2 separate regions of the Drosophila melanogaster genome follow, and region 2 is linked to region 1. A link is a contact called in public Hi-C data. All regions are on one chromosome and are shown on one strand. The core of a region is the stretch at or near the end of the contact, and the rest is flanking DNA. Distances in the headings are between cores, read along the strand shown.

Region 1 (5,105 bases), core at 2,582-5,081:
CATGGCCCCAAAATTCAAGTACAACACAAACACAACACAACGAGGGGCCGAGGAAAAAGCAGCAGAAAAGCCAGCAGCAGCCGCCCGCTCATAAATCTAGCAAGAAAAACCTAATTAATTCAATTAATTACTACCAAAATCATACCGGCATACGTTAAATAAAAACCCGTTCGGTCTAATTAAAATTTACCAAAAATCACTGCTTTCATTTAAAGCGATTTTAAGTGAAATTCTAGTGATTTGTATAATTACATAAAAAGTGTTGCGGAAATTGACTCTCTCTATCTTTCTCTGCAAATTTTCACGCGCCGATGAAAATTCGCAAAAGATCTGTATTAAATCATCAATAAAAATAGCGAAACTAACGGTGCAATGAATCCAGCTGTTTGAAATCCGCAACATAAAAGCAAAAAACACAAAACTATAAAACAACACGCACCGAATCACACGGAAACAACAACAACAATAGGCATTGCTCATAATTAATATGTACGAGAAAACATTAAACATAGGAACTGCGAAAGTTAATAATGCATATGAATGGCAAAAAGTGAGATACAACAACAAACCCCAACCGACAACAACAGCAGCAGCTGCAGTTAAACCTAAACCACAACAACAACAAGTTCAAAAACAGAAAAATGCAACAAAAGCCGCGCCAGCAACAACTACAGCTGCAACAACAACAGCAACAGTGCCACCGTTAGCCGGCAACAGCGTTACCGTTAAGCAAGGCCCCAAAATCAAATTTGTTGGCAACGCGGCGCGCCGCCAATCGTTGGCCCATCAAATCAAGCGAGCACATCGGCATTTACTGACCAGTGGCGGTCAGGATAAGCAGCCGCAGCAAAAGCGTAAACAGTTTATCTATTCTTTAATGCGAATTTCAAATTGCCAAAATCTACACGCGCACACCAGCTGCAAGTGCGCTAGCAGTCAGCCTTGGACAGTGCGCATGTAGTTGGCAATGCAAATTCCACATGATCAGCAAGAAATGCACCGTTGCCAGCACTTCCAAGCCAATTGGTATTTTCGGCATATTCCAGACTGGTCACACTGCCCCATCCAGCAACAGCTGGTTCCAGTAAAAAAAATTCACGTAGCAATTTTGGCCACAAATTACCCAAAAATTAAAGTAAATTATTGCATTTTGTAAATATTAAGGAATTAACGCAACATAACAGTTTGTAAATATACACAAAATACCAATTGGAAGCAGTGGTCAACACGGTCAACACGACCCTAAACATAGTCAATCGAAGAAAAACCCATTTTAACTTTTCAGAAAAAACACAAGTGCAGCCGCAGTCGGGCAAAACAGTTGCCAAACCGAAACAGAGGCAGCAGAAACAATTGTTCAAAAGTGATAAGGCGAAGGAGAAGTCCAGCAGGCAGCAGAGAAAGCGAGCCGGCACCAGGAGCACTCGCAATCCGAGGACGCAATCGGAATCTTCGGGCCTGTCATCCCGTTGGTGTTCCATCGAAGAGCAGTTGAACCTGCTGGACGACCTGCTCTACTACTGCGATGAGGAGGCCGAACTGTATCTAGCCCAGCTGTACGAAAGGTTCGAGACACTCCGGCGTAGCAGGAGTTCCTCGCCAGTGAGCGATTTCTGGAGCGATTCCGACATGGAGCACGATGACTCCAGCACCAGTGGCACTGGCAGCCATACAGCCAGCAATACCAGTCTAGTTCCCGCCTCGCTGAAGCGTCGTGGCCACCAGCATCATCCGCGATTCTCGGGCACTCGCCGTCCCAATGTGCCCAATGTCCAGGAGATTCTGGCCGCACTCTATCGTGGCGACTCAAAGAGCGCCCTGTCCAATCTGAGAGGAGAGACGCAACCGGAGGAGGAGCAACCACAGCAGCAGACGGAGGAGGTGCTGCCACCCAGCAGAAGCACTTTAAGCCTGCCCCTCAGTGAATCGGTGACCAATTCCCTGGGCAGCAACAGTCCCACGCCCACAGACGAAAGCAGCGTGCAAGATGAGGGGGCCAGTAATCCGGCAGCAGCTTTAATAGCTGAGGATGCAGCCCCACCAGCAGGCACAACCACGTCCAAGAGCAAGAAAAAGAAGCGGGAGAAGGGTGAAAGGTCAGAGAAATCGGACAAATCTGAGAAATCCGACCGGAAGAAGAAATCTTCAGGCAAGAAGGAACGCAGCAAACGATCCAATCCCATGGAGCAAAGCAGCGACAGCCTGGCCACCGATCTCAGTGCCGGGGCCATCGATGAGGGCATCGCACTGGCCGACGACGATGACAACCAAGCGGCGGAATGGTCCAAGTTGCGATGCACCAGCGAGGCGGCCGAGATTGTGGCGGAGCGGGAGGCTCGACGGAACAAGGGACGTTGTGCGGATTATCCGGGACTCGCCTTTGGCAGATCCATCTTCAGTTCGGACACCATGATGAAGTTCAACATCATCCGCAACGAGCTGCACAACATCATGAACACACAACTCAAACGGGTAATTAATGGTCGAGAGACTTGGAGTTGTTTGCACATTCCTTACTAATCTATATATTCTTCAAATTAAGCGAAGAAGCCACCTTGTTGTCGTTGCTGTTGTGCTGCGAAAAGGGGACTCCAAAGTTTGGTTAGGTTTTTTTTTAGCAATTGCTCCAATTTGTTGCTGTCGTTTTTCGCATTGCAAAACGATTACGTCGTCGTCTTCGTCTTTTCGCGATTTTCTTGTTGTGCCTTAACCCTTGGCTGGCCCCAGGGTCTTTACTCGGCCCTCGTGTATTCTTTTCGCCATAGGTAAAGATTAAGCTGCGGTATTTCTTGACCCACATCGTTCAAATCACTTATTTCTCTCACCTTTCACTAGGCAGAATCGATTTGCTTATGAATGTTGTTTGAATGTTTTTAATAGTGCGTGAGTTTCTAGAAATAGAAAAACTTTAACTACGAGTTTACCAAACAAAATTTAGACAAGCATTCTATCTTAAAAGTATTCCATTAATTTGGGCAAATATGTTTATTTGCAGGCAATTGTTTAATTAGTTACGCAATTGCTGGAATATCTAACGGTACTCGCCGGCCACCTGTTGCCCTCCCCCTCTATCACTCTCTATATCGCCTACTGTTGTGCGGGTGGTAGAAAGAGAGCATCCGATAAGACCGCTAAATGGTATTAGTGCTTTTTCATTTTTTTTTTTTAATTTTGCTCAGTGCGCTGAAAAAGGCAACACAGTTTGAAAAGCCAAAAGGAAAACCCGGCCATTTATGGCCAAAGCATAAAACAGTGCAGTGCCGCAGTGCCGCGGCCAAGCTCGATTTGCCAAAATTGGCCAACAAATTAATTATTAAACGCCGATACTCGGCACGACCTTCCACTATTATTTACTTTTAATTTCTCTTCAATGTCGCCCGGCTAAAAATGGGCGAGCGCTCATTGTTTGCATTATCAAAACAATTACGCCATCGCCGGGAAGTTGGGAATAATGTGTGGCTATAGCTACAGGTGGTTGAGCTGTTCAAAGAAAAGCAGTTAGCATAACGCTATTACTCATTACGTTGCGCTTACGTTGTTTGCTGATAAGCGTGATAAAGCGCCGGCTTTGTGTTTTCCGTTTGCCGTAGTGGAAGCAATTAGTGGAACGAGTGGGAGGGGGAGAGGTTGCGTTGGCACACACGCACGCACACACCTGCCCAATCGCCTTACTCATCTTCCTCGCTGACCATTTTACATGCCCGATTTTTGCATAATATTACTTGCCTGGAAATGACAAAAATCCAAAATATTTCTTCACTAATTAATGCCAAAACAACAACAATGTCGACATGGACAGAATTTTAGCGGCTTTTAACAGGTTTTCCAGTCGCACACACACGCGTCACCATGCACACACACGCGCACCGTTTTAGGCGAGGCAGCACAGACAGACTGGAAGGCAGTAGCTGCAGCGGCAGCAGTTGTCCCGCTCGCACAAACCACCACCGCCGCTTCGACGGGCGATTCGATGGATTCATTTCCAGTTACGTACTCGTCGCAGTCGCGTCGTCGTTGCCTCTCTCTGCGTTTTTGTGTTTTTGCCACCAAATAGCAATATTCAATATTTAAACGTAGCATATTCGCCTGCCAGTTTTGCCATCAAACACTGCCCTTTAAGTTCAATCCCAAGCCAGGGTAAAAGCAGTTGAAGTTGAAGCTATCGAAGAAAAAACCGGTGGTTCGTTCACTCTGTGTGCGAGTGTGTGTGCGTACCGAGCTCTTTCCTTTCGGTCTGTGTGTGCGTGTGTTCCATTCCAAATTGAAAATTTAATTTGGTGTGCTGTCCGAAAAGGCAGAGTGCTTCTTCAGTCAAGAAAAAATCGAGCTCAAGTGCCCAGTCAACATAAGTTAAAAAGAAAGAAACACCCACAACCTCTGTGCTAAAGCCAAGAAGAAAAAAAAAACCACAAAAATGACGACCAGCATTCCACAAGGCACTCTCTTGGACGTGCTGAAGAAGAAGATGCGCCAGACCAAAGAGGAGATGGAGAAGTATAAAGACGAGTGCGAGGAGTTCCACAAGCGGCTGCAGTTGGAGGTGGTGCGCCGCGAAGAAGTAAGCTCAGCACCAGCCACTTACTTAATTTGCTACCCCTTGGTTTGGGCAAACAAACGACTGCGTGACCTGTCTTCCGAATTTTGCATAAATCCTACCTAAATGACGGGAAAAAAGACTAGATAGTCCAGCGCATTTCTTTCGCCCCCTCTCTCTCTCTCGTTCTCTCTTTTCTTTTACTTTTTCGTGTGTGTAGGAGCGGGACAACGCATGTGTATGAAAAGGTGGCGCTCTCTTGTTTTTTGAGCTCTCCCAACGGCTCTCTCTCTTTTAGCTGTTGTTTTTACTCTTTGTGAATTTTTCCAGTCTGGCTGTTGTTCTTTTCGTGGTGAACGAATTTTCGGGCTCAGATACAGGGTGGTTCCGGCCCCGTCCCTCTTAACTCTATTTTTGGGCTAACTGTTCTTATCGCTGACCAAATTCATTCACCTTTCGAATTGTGTGTTATCTCCCGCTTGACAGCACACACACACACTCGAGCATTAGCATAAAACACACACACGGTCAGCAGTCGCTCTCCCATTTACATAAGGCCAAAAAGGAGGAA
Region 2 (4,824 bases), core at 828-3,327, 380 kb after region 1:
GCAATATTTAAAGTAAATTTTTTTATGATTTTATTTGTACTTTCGCCAGCAACATGGACAATTTTCCAGCGCCAGCGAATGTCAACTGCAACGAAAATGTGCGAAAATGCCGATTAGAACGAGCCCGAATGAGTTCATCCTCTCTCTCGGGAAGTTCATTTCCCCGAACTCTCTCTCTGGATTCGGCAGCGGCAACCGATGTCGATGTTGCTGTCGTGTTGTTGCCGCTGCACATGTTGCAGATGTAGCTGCCGTCGTCAGTCGCTCGAAACGAATTTGGAATTCAGTTTTTGACTCGACGTCGCAGGAAACGGACGTGAGTGTCTCGCATGTTGCCACAATAATCGAAAAGAAAACTCTGAACGGAATACGAGACTTTTTTCAAGATATGTGAATCACTAGTGGATTACTGAAAACGAAAATAAATACCAACGAAAATATTTACCACAAATCCCAAGCAAACGATACGCGCGTCGTGCAAACTAATAATAATAAATCAAATACCACAAATATTCTGTGTTGAGTGATACTCGAAAAGTTGTCAAAAATCAAAGCGAAATTCGCAAGCAATACATTGGATTAACAATTGGCTCGAAACCGATTTGATTAGCTAGCAAAAGACAAGCAGAAACAGTTTATCAAACCACTTGACAAATATCCGTTGGACTATAAAAGCAGAAAAGCGGGTAAGTGGGCAGGGAAATGGAAAATGAAAAATCAAACCTGGATATGCCGCTGAGAAATTGAAAACTTTTACGCACCGGATTAGTTGGCGATTTTGGGTTGAGCTTCTGTAGGCGAGTGACAATCTTCTTAGCAAAGATCAACGGAATTTCCCTTTGATTTGGGAATTACAACATTAAAGTATGTTTTAAAGTTGAGTTTTCTAATCTTCAGAGTGCAGTGCTTACTAATTGAAACGAACTGAAAAAAGGCATTCCAGCGGAGTGAGGCCGTAAAAAACGAGATTTATAGGAGGAAGTTGGGGAATTATTCAAATAAGCAAGTGAAGGATTATATCCGATTCCAAACAAAATTCCCCGAAAGTGTGCGTTGTGTCTATCGAACAGATATGTTTATCCATATAAAGTTACGCCCGAGTGATGAGTGATTTTTGTGGAAACAGCAGATAGCTGTGCAGCTATCTGCTATCAAGCCATAAAGCACAGAACTCTTGTGGCGACCCATGCGGCTCCATCAGAATGTAAACAAATCATCTCTGGGTTTCGCTGGAGCTGCGGCTTCTTCCCTTCTTCAAAGCGTAGAAACCGCCAAAGAGACGAGAAAATAAAGAGAAGAAAAGACTGCGAGGGACCTTTAATTATAACCAAATACTAGTTGAGGCGACACCTTTGTTTACCTGCATTTTCGAGCGCTGTGTTTTTCCATTCTGTAAATTTGTTTAAATTATTAGCAAACGCGCAACAAGTGCAGCCAGTCGAAGTTCATTATTTTCCCCAATTCTTTGGCGTGTAAATCCTTTGGTAAATAAGTAAAGTATACCCCGCCTGTCGTCGGCGCAACTCATAAATTCACGCAAAATAAAATTTATGCTTATGGCTGGAGCTGGGGAAGTCGGACAAGAAGATGTACGAAGGATCGCGATAAGATCTGGTCTTAAATGAGTTGTTAAACGGGAATCGTGGTCGCCATGGATATAAATAATAATAACAACTCAATCTGGAGTGGCGTGGGTAGCTCGAAAAGTCCTCGGACAAGTGAACTGTTGCTTGCGGTCACAATGATTCTGGGTACTGGATTTTGAATCGATTTGAATCGTGTGAATGGGAAGCATTCTACCTGTTTGGCAAAATGAATTTTAATTCGGAATTGAGTCGTACACATGTCGGCCCTTTTTCACAGGATTTCCGCTTGCTGTTTAGCCTTTTTTTTCGAATGAAATCCCTCGGCTAATTAGTATGCCAAGCGTGTGCCCCTGAAATTTATAAGCCAACTGACTTTTCTCTGTAGTTGAAACATAAATTTCAGTAAAAGTGTCGTCTGTGCACTAGAGCACAGCAAGAAGTATAGGCCTTTTTATAAACTTGATGTGCCAGTGATGAATATTTGAGTGCAGACGATGACTAAAAATATCTTATTTGCTTTCTGCGGCAAGTCTGCATCAAAGAACTAAGTTCATTGAATAGGCCAACTTATGGCAATTCCTAAGCTACTTACAAGGTAAACTTCGCTCAGACCTCAAACAGAAAGTATCTTATGCAAATAAGTCGCTATATGGCGGACAGAAACAAAACATTCGCGCAGGAATATTAAGCAGTAAGAAATTGTAAACACAAAGGAAAATATTTGTTATACGCTTGTAAATTTATAGCGGCAGCAAAGTCCAGCCAAGCAGAGGAAAGCGTAGGAAAAGCGAAAGCGCACAGAAAAGCCGGGGAAAATTCAGGAGGCTGTTTTTCACGCTCAGCTGCCCGGCGGCCGAAGAGGAACTGGCGAAAAAGGAGGAGGCGAGCCTGAATAACAAAAAAAAAACTTTATCGCAGTGCTCGCAGGACATGAATTTTCCCCTCATCTCCCACCACTTCTCTTTCAGCCTTAATGCTGAGTGACATTGATGTGACATGCCGTCATCTTGCCTCTCCTATTGCCCACCAATCTTTGCTTTATTTAAAAGTTTTTCCTTCCCTCGCATTTTTCTCGCCCAACGCCTCGGGGGCGTGGCAAGTTGTGTTTGGTTAGTAGAGCACTTACACCTTGTGGAAAACAAGGCACCTCGGGACCCTGGCCCTCGCAAATAATAAATGATATGTAAACTAAGTCAAAAGTTGCCGTAGGTTGGGTAAATCACAACTGAGGGGCTAAAATCCGGGCCCAGATCCCAGTAATTTGTGCGTGTGGCCAGGCCCTAAGGCATTTCCATAGATTAAAGATGAAAAACTAGGGAAAAACCGGCTTTAATGTAGTTTAAAATGCGTGCAGAATAAATCAAGGAAAATCAGGACTTATACTACAATCCTGGACAAGCTACTGATAGGACAGCAATTAACATTGAAGTAGTTTAAACATAATTATAGTATCATTCACCAGTTAGACAGTACTTATCTGAATCTCATAAACCCTCCAAGATTTCGCAACCATTATTTCCGAGGATAATTCCAACTGTCTGCCACATTTGTTCCACTTACGAGTCCGACAATCCCCCGCTGTGATATCAATGCCCTAACTATAATGTCTCAATATCCGAGCGACCAAAAGTAGAACGAGTGCGACAGAGGAGAAAAGCGAGATACAAATTCTTACCTGAGCCTGGCTTTCCATGGGCCAGACAACAACGACGCACCCATATCAATTTCCTTCGTGCGACCCAAACGAATTAAAATTACACATAGACTGGCGGTCAAAAAAAAAAACAAAAAAAAGTAGAGAGGGAAAATATACCCAATAGACGGTAGGGATTTCGGAGATCCTTTGCCTTGAATCCGAAGGCCTGTCGCCAATGCCGGAGAACATTTATCATGGCAGCTAATAAATGCGTTTCCCTTACCTGACCGACACGAACCCAATTGCAATTGAGCCATATAGCCTATAGCCACATAGCCATATAGCAACCCCCGATATGAGGCTTGACTTTTGGGCTGTGTCCATCTAATTTTACTTTTTCCATTCTCTCTCTTTTTATTTTAACAATTTCCCAATCAAACAATTCAATTATGAAAGTGTATAAATTTGAGCCAGCTGTTCTTGTACTTGAACCGCAATTGTCTTTGTCAAGTAGTGGAAAGAAGTTCTCCCGGAATAAATCAACTGCGAGTTGAAAGTGCGAGAAAGTGAAAGGAAGACGGGAGAAATTGCATTCATTTTGGGGAAGAAATGGAAAACCCTTTAATTGGTCTTGAAGTGTTTGAGTTATGATCAGAAGGGGCAGGGAACTCGTAATCCCGAGCCGATCCAATTCTATTCGATCTTAGAGACAGCTGTCCTATAAGTATGGCCAGCTTTAAAGCAATTATCCGAGTGGGCCCGGCTTTAAGACAATTATCTAAGTGCTTTTGCCCCTGCCTCTGATTTTGGGTCCATTCATTCTTATCGAAACGAGTTGCCCACGCTAATTGCCCACCGAACTCCTGCACCTGATTCGGTTAGGACTTTGATTTCCATTACGCTTCCTTTTGAGCCTGTCCATAACATTTCCGTTTTACGCTTCAGTTAAGTCCGTTTCTTGGCCGAAAAGGAGGAAGAGTAGAGAGTTGGGATTGGAATAGGGATGGCATGGAATGGGATGGGATACGAGCAGTCGACTTAATCTCAAAACAAATCGATTTCGTTGACTGTCTGTCTTGCGTTTGGGTTTTCTCGGGACTCCCTCTGCTTAACTTGGCTCTTTTTCAACACGATTTATTTCATTATTCTCGGCCGTTGTTTTTTTTTTTTAAGTTTTTGTCTGCTCAAGTTAATCACCCAGACCAGACAATTCAATCGATTTCCAAGAGAGCCCAGCCGTAACTAAAGCTTTAAGTTTTGCTGAGTACATTTTCTTGAAATTCAATCTTGTCTTTGGAGATTTCTTTTCCGTTTTTATTTCGATTTTACTTTTATTTTCGTACGATTTCTTTTGTTATTTATTAGTTTGGTCTGCGCCGGACTTCAATTCAATTCAATTCAATTTTCTTTACAACATTTCATCTTTGACATGTTTTGTGTGTCCGTCGGACTGTCTGTTTGTCATTGTGTTTATATCCAAGAGCTCCTCCTCCGTCGCCGTCCTCCCGTTTCCTGCCGCTTCAGGCCGTTGTCGTCTTCGTTTTTAATATCTTTTAATCTCCAATGTCAACAGCGGCTTACATTTGATTGCAAGACAACACA

The links. Hi-C and Micro-C count contacts between places; a contact is called where the count stands out from the background.
Region 2: a contact with region 1 is called in a Hi-C map of the Kc167 cell line, with 1.9 times the contacts expected there. The contact joins the promoter of lncRNA:CR43849 here to the promoter of CG45218 in region 1. A contact is called at or near these places in 2 of 107 Hi-C or Micro-C datasets (the Kc167 cell line and eye imaginal disc).

What each region holds. Positions count from the first base shown.
Region 1 is chr3R:15,286,968-15,292,072 of dm6, forward strand. CG45218 reads right to left here and starts at 3,832. Exons shown (of 2, transcript NM_001300407.1): 1 at 3,535-3,832; 2 at 3,342-3,480. The coding sequence starts at 3,676. The coding sequence ends at 3,368. The region is part of intron 3 of Tm1 (Tropomyosin 1); the gene reads left to right.
Region 2 is chr3R:15,665,901-15,670,724 of dm6, forward strand. It overlaps lncRNA:CR43849 (long non-coding RNA:CR43849), which reads left to right and starts at 2,078. Exons shown (of 2, transcript NR_074016.1): 1 at 2,078-2,277; 2 at 2,333-2,776. pxb (pxb,) reads left to right here and starts at 283. Exons shown (of 5, transcript NM_001275680.1): 1 at 283-686.